Regions from separate parts of the Capsicum annuum genome. Here region 1 is linked to region 2. Evidence: chromatin contacts called from public Hi-C data. All regions are on one chromosome and are shown on one strand. The core of a region is the stretch at or near the end of the contact, and the rest is flanking DNA. Distances in the headings are between cores, read along the strand shown.

The links. Hi-C and Micro-C count contacts between places; a contact is called where the count stands out from the background.
Region 1: a Hi-C map of bud shows a contact between it and region 2, with 2.9 times the contacts expected there. The contact joins the promoter of LOC107855023 here to the enhancer-like site in region 2. A contact is called at or near these places in 2 of 5 Hi-C or Micro-C datasets (bud and placenta).

Annotation. Positions count from the first base shown.
Region 1 is chr7:202,816,351-202,820,055 of UCD10Xv1.1, reverse strand. LOC107855023 (beta-glucuronosyltransferase GlcAT14A) reads right to left here and starts at 1,962. Exons shown (of 4, transcript XM_016699995.2): 1 at 636-1,962. The coding sequence starts at 1,233.
Region 2 is chr7:202,775,685-202,779,009 of UCD10Xv1.1, reverse strand. No RefSeq gene overlaps it. Among protein-coding and RNA genes, the nearest start is that of LOC107855035, 23 kb to the right of the region's middle. Within about 2 kb of position 1,574, at least 3 of the 5 cell types and tissues checked have an H3K27ac peak or open chromatin away from gene starts, as enhancers often do.

The sequences.
Region 1 (3,705 bases), core at 713-3,212, 41 kb before region 2:
GCCAACAAAGATAATACGTTTCAGTTGGACCACCCTTCATAAAGCATGTCTAGCCAGGAAAATCTTAGATGTTATATGTGCCAGCAGAATTTTGAGTCAAAGAAACACCTGTTCCTTCATTGTAGAGTGGCTTCAGACATATATGAATGTGTTCTCTATCTCTGGGCTTAGCTGGGGAATACTAAATAAGCATTTGAACGATGGTGTAATCGGGGAGTTGGTAAGTCCATCAAACAAGTATGGAGGATGATCCCTGCAAATATCTTTTGGTGTGTCTGGACAGAAAGGATCAGAAGATGTTTTGATGGTTCATCAACTCCAATTCATTTCTTTAAGGCTGGATGTTTAGTATATTTATATAGATGGCATAATGCCTCACCTATAACTCCTTTATACTTTGTTAGCTCTGTAGTCCTAACATAGTCTCCCATGTAAAGCAGCTAACTAAGTTTTTTGTGCTTACCAAGTTTTGTATTTTATGCATCTATTGACGCCAGTCATGGAATTTAGCATTACTCATTAAAAAAAAAAAAAGTTGCAACTGAACCTTCAAATAAACAAGAAAAAGGCTAATAAAGAGACTATATAGAAATATATGATTGACGACCTATAGCACGTGGAAGTAGAACACTTACCATCTTGAGGCATTAGTGGATAATCTGAAGCACTAAGATTGATAAACCAGTCCCACTTTGAACTTTCCTTCAGCAGAATGGATATAGCTTGAAGGGTACAAGCAAACATCGTAGGGCCCTTATAAGTCACTAAATTTGACTGTGACATTACTCGAACATTCTCTACTTTGCGGAACGTGGGATCATTCTTCACCGACATTGTTAAGTTCAGCCTTTCTTTAGGTGGAGCCTCAAGATCCATATGTAGAATATACTGATTCCTCGGGTGATAAACCGCTTGCAAAGTCCTCATCATTCTATGACTATCCCCCTTTGTGCCTGATATAAGATAAGCAAACCTAGGTGGTTCATTTTTCGAAAATCCATTCGATTGAAACGACTTGAAATCAGATTCCACAAAATACCCATCCGACTCTACAGGCCTAGCAAAAGAAACCATATCCAACTGCACTTGATCTCTTCCATAAGATGATGAATATAACCCAAAAATTGTTGCTGTAAACAGAGTAATAGACACAAGCAAGCTCACAAAAAATGGTATTTTCCAATGTCTATCACCATATACTCTTCCTGAATAAGAACTGGCATGTTTCCTCATTCTTTGTCTAGTATAATTTTACAGCAAAAAGTTTCCAAGACTCAGGCTTTTCGCCTTAATCTTGTCGAAAGGTAAAGAAAAGGATTGAGCTTTACCATCAAAGTGACAAAAGATGATATGGGCTATCACCAAGAATGAGCAAGCTCAAAAGCTTCCAAATTTCCACCGACGAAAAAGTAAAATTATTGGTTTGCGGGGTTTTACCATCCAAAGAAACTAACTATTACAAAGTAAACTAACCAATAAAAGCAATGTTGAAAATGGCAAAAAAAAGTGACAACAACAATGTACTACTAAACTGTTATGCAGTACAGAAAAGGGGAAACAAACAAATACAAAAAAGCAGATTAAATTCAAACAAACTAATCAAGATTTCCCACAAATAATAAATAGCTTAACCCCTTTTCCTTAAACCTTAGATCTAATGACCTTAGTTCAAGAAAAGGTTTCAAGAACTTAAATCAAATAATTAGTGATCTAACCCAAATGAGTTTAATTCAAGAACTGATCTTTAGCATAAAAAAAATGAACTGGGTATTAAAAAATGGATTTTAAAAGTTCAAAGAAGCAGTATTTTAGCTGAAATAAAGATTAGAGGAAGGTGGTGCTGAAGGGCAAGAGAGGGAGAGGTGACAGTAAAGATTGCTTAAAGTGTAGGTAATGACCTAATTTATATGATTATACACTTGATTATTGCTGTATTATATGTATAATGGGTATTCATTAGACTGTTAATTTGGAGTTAAACAAGGAGACAGTGTTATTAATATACTACTGCTAGTACTAGTAAGACAAAGCAAAAGGTTAATTAAATTAGTTGTTGGGGGTAACAAGAAAGTGAGGTTTTAAATTTCTTCACTTGTACATTTAATTAGATAATTTATCTATTTTTTTACTGATATATCATTAAATTTATCATATTTAAAAGAAGATATAGTAAAATATTTCTATTATTTAGGAGTTGTTTAATAGGAGGGATAATGAAAAATTAATTTTGAAATTAATTTTAGGATGAATTTATCTCATGTTTGATTGAGATAAAATTTATGGGATAACTCATTTTGGAATTAGTTATACGGCGCATTAAAGTGTTATTTTTATCTTTCTTAAGTGTAGAATAACTAATTCTAGGATATATAGATAATCTCGAGATTAATAATCTCGGAATTAACTTTTTTTTTCCAACTAAACAACCCCTTATTGTTTCTTAAAGTATGTCGGCTTATTCTTCAACAGGCACGCGGAGCTTACATTTTCATGTTCTATTTCACTCTCGAGGGTCAAGTATTGTTGGATGAAGGGAGTAATTTTTATGTGGTGAGTTGTGATGCATTAAACTCTATTTAACTTTTTTTAGTGGTTTAAAGTTTCTTCAATTGCACTCTTCATTTTTATTTATTTGTCATATTTTTAAATTGCATCAATTAATTCTATGGATTTTTTTTTTCACTATATTAATATTTCTCTCTATGTATTACTAAAGATAAAAATGAAAACAAATACAACTAATAATTATATTTGGATTTTATAAAATGACAAATACTCCTATTAAGTAGTATCTAATTTTAGTAATAACAACAACTAATTAGGAATGTTGCGAGTACAAATGGAAAAGTTTAGGGGTTTTGTTGTGTGCTAGTTTTTATATGGTGAATTGTGACGTGTTGATTTTTATTTCTCTAGATATTAAGTGTCTGTTTGAATTGGATTAAAATTTGATCAAATTAGATTTTAATTCTGTTTGGATTGGATTAAAATTTGATCAAATTAGATTTTAATTTTTTTTATTTATTTTTTAAGTGTTTGGTAAAATTAAAAAATACCTAAAAAAGAAAATAAAAACTGATTAAAAAAGGCAATAAGTGAGAAGTTGAGTACTCTAATTTTTTATTTTTTAAATTAAAATTCTTTTAGATTTGACCATCACATTTACTTTTTTATCCCTTATATTTTTTCCTCTAATTCGAATAACACCCTGAATTTGTAGCCCTTAAATATATGATTTTTCTTTCTTTTTCTCTTTGCTGCTTCTTTTCGTCTCTTTCCCCAATTTTCTCTCTTTCTCCTTTGTTTTCAACGAATCATCATACATTGAAGGTTTGCTCAAAATAAATTATTTTAAAATTAAAAATTATAAATAATTCACTTTATTTTGGTATTAACCATTTTGAAGGACATTTAAGTCATTTTGACAATAAAAAAGTACTTAACAACACTTATTTATCAAACACATTAATAATTTTTTTTCAGTTTCAACTCTTCTATCCAAACATTTATCTGCTTAATTTATAAGCACTTATTTTAAGCTTTTAATCACTTAAACTAAAAAACTATTTTTAATCCTATCCAAACGGGCTCTAAAGGTACTTTTGACTTATTTTTGTACTTTTTGGGGTTTAAAGGTGAGTGCTTAAAAATAGTTTTTAATTTTGCCAAACATAACTAAAATTAAAAAAAAAAAAATAGAAACCA
Region 2 (3,325 bases), core at 325-2,824:
TACAGTATGTCCAACTTTTCAATTATGGACCATTTTTTTAAAGTGGTCATGTCATGTCCTTTTCCCTAGTAAAATATCTTATGTTTGTGGTTTTGTGTGATTTTTCCTTAAATAAAGGCGAAAAGATAAGCCGTTCCGTAATATTTCTACTTGTTATTAACCAATGAGTTGGGCTTCAATAATGTATGGTACGTCCATGGTGGGCTTGGCCCATTTTTTGTAGATCAAAGAATACTTGGGTCCAATTGACAATAACCACTTTCAGACAAACTCAACCACCATTCCAAAACTACTACTGTATTCAAACTTTAATAATTTTTAATGAAAAAAATAAAATTTTAATAAAATAACCTTAGCTAAAACATGAATTTCAGTATAATATGTTGTGTATTATAATAATTTGAATTTGAATTTATGTTACCTTAGCTAAATTTGAATAATAATCACAGTTGTAAAAGTTCGAATTTCGTTACATCATATTAGAATTTTACTAGAGTTTCATAGTAGTGAGTTTCAAATTTTAACATGCTGTGTCTGAATTTTCAGTGTCTTAACTAAGAATATTTATGCATTTTTTATTGGAGTGGAATCATCAAAGGCAATTCAAATATTTTTATTGGAAGTTAATGTTTAGACGATAACATTGACAACGACACGAAAACATACGCAATATATTCTCACAAAGTGGATCTGAGGAGGATAGAGTGCGCGTAGTCTGTGCCACTACCTCATAGTTAAGGTAGAGGTTGTTTCTGATAGACCCCAACTCAAGAAAAAACAATCTCAAAAAAACATAGTGAAAAAATAAGTAATAACAAACAACGGATAGTAACACAAAATAATATTATAATCAATCTATTCGAGAAAAAAAAAAAAAAAAAGATAACTATGAATATGAATAGACAAATGGAAACGGCTCAATTTTAGTTTTCAGTCAATAATTGTGACTGGAAGTTAGGTTTCCATTTACTTTTATTTTCATTAAAAAAAAAAAGTCCCATCGAATTGGAACTTTACAGATAATTTATTTGGCTTATTGTCGTTAATATGCTAACTACAGAAACTTTGGACTAAATAAGCAATCAATAAGTACTGTACTTGTTTTTCATCCTCTTTTTTAGTTTTCAAGCACAATAAGATTTTTTTTTTTTTTTGACATTTCTTAGAAGTAATTGAGTAAACGATTGAGAGTAATTTTAGGAGCGAAATAATTGATTAGACAAAAGTTAGCGCTATTTCCTTTTCACCTCGTCCTTACAAAAATATAAAGCGAATGTGTACAAAAAGATAATGACTTGATTGATATACGTACATATATTTATCAATTTATATGTCTAATACGATATATATATGTAGACCTTTACTGTCATTTTAAAATTTTTTATTTGGTACAAGATATTTCTATAAGAAAATCTGACTAAATTTGATTCGCATAGGAGTTACATGACTCATTTTGTAGGAACAAGACTCATCACAACACAATTTTTTTCAATACTATTATTTTGACGACGACAGTGATATCAAATTATTCAATTCAATACTTAGTAAAGTAGGCTAAACTACTTGCCTAGGTAGGGTGAATATTTTCATGTGCAGCCAACTTTACCCTATAAAATTTGACACGAAATCACATATAGTATATAGTAGGTAGCCGCTAAAATAAAACAGATTTAATAGACTAATTTCAAACAAATTTTTAAAGAAATGCTTTGTAGATATAGAGAAGATTTTTCACAGGAGGAGCAGCTTTATATACAGAAATGTGAAAACAAATTGGGAAATCCACGATTTTAGTCCTTTAATCGATAAAATTTTACTAAATTAAGAACATTTAATCCTTGAAAAATGTTTTTTAAGAAAAATAAATGAGTGTTTTACTTTTTTTATTCAGTACGTAAGCAAAAAGTATTACTATTTTAAAAGCATTTATTTTTATTCAATTTAGATAAATATTATACTAGAAGTGAGGGTAAAGAGGAGGTATGTTGAAGTTGAAGAGTGAAAATGACATAATCAATGTGAAATGTCACTTGAGGAATGTGCTTTTCAAGTTTCAAAAGAAAAATAATTTTCCTTATTTTTATAGAATGAATGACATAATTAATGTATTGTTATTGGTTCTAAGCCGGAGGTATGTCGGAAACAACCTCTCTATTTTACCTAGTGGTATGATCTGCGTACATTCTATCTTCCCTATAACTCATTAGGTGAGAATACACTAAATATGTTGTTGAATGACATAATTAATGTGAAATGTCACTTGTGAACTTATTTTTCAAATTTCATTAAAAAGTTAATATTTTTATTTTTATAAAAAAAATTATAAATTTATTTTTATAAATAAAATATTTTCCAAAAATACTAATAAAAAAAAAAAACATTTGTGGAAAGTAATTTTTAATCCATCATATAGGTTCTAGCCTTCGTAGGCTACCCCAATCATTATGCATTTGCATGTAAGAAAATAAGGTAGTTGTTACTACTTTATTCGGTTGATTCTGTGTTTTTCTTTTTCTAAAGTACAGCAATATATTCTGAATACTAGTATATAATTTATGATATGCTACACAATGAAGATATGGTAATAATTAATTATGTAGACACATTAAAACAAATATCATAATATGTTAACCAATTGACAGATATCAATTCAGCAAACATACCAACATAAGTTGTGGCGGAGTAGATGAGGTTGTTCCACTCTTAATTAGAAGTCGAGGATTTGATCTTGGGTACAGAAAAAACTCTGTTAGGAGCATTGTCACCTTAATGAGCCCTGCAACGCACGATCCAAATTAGTTACGACTTTAATGTGGGCATCAAACACCGGATGGAAAACCAAAAAACAAAAATTCAGAAAACATGTTTAGAGACTTGTCTCTATCATTGGACAATATATAATAGCATTGATCTATTGGATATTGCACATCAAAACTTTACAAGCTGGCATCAACAAAATCAATAGTCAGTAACAATAATATTTATAATCTTCGAATCTATAGTTCATTGTTAGCAAAGGATATCATATTAATACTGAACGGAAATAAAATAGAAAAAAAAATATCACAAACATTATTGTGCCCCGATTAATTACTATCCTGAAAGCGAGTGTGATTCAATTGGGATATAAATTGTAGGCATAATACATAAATATGATTCTAAATTTGATATCAAATTATAAATTTGACCTTAAACTTTGATAGTGTACAAATAGGACCTTTAACTATTCAAAACCTGAAAAAATATGACCTCCGATTTTGCAACCCCATGCGTGAGTCTCGCTCACGCCTACGTGGAAAGATAATTCAATCACATGATGTCACGT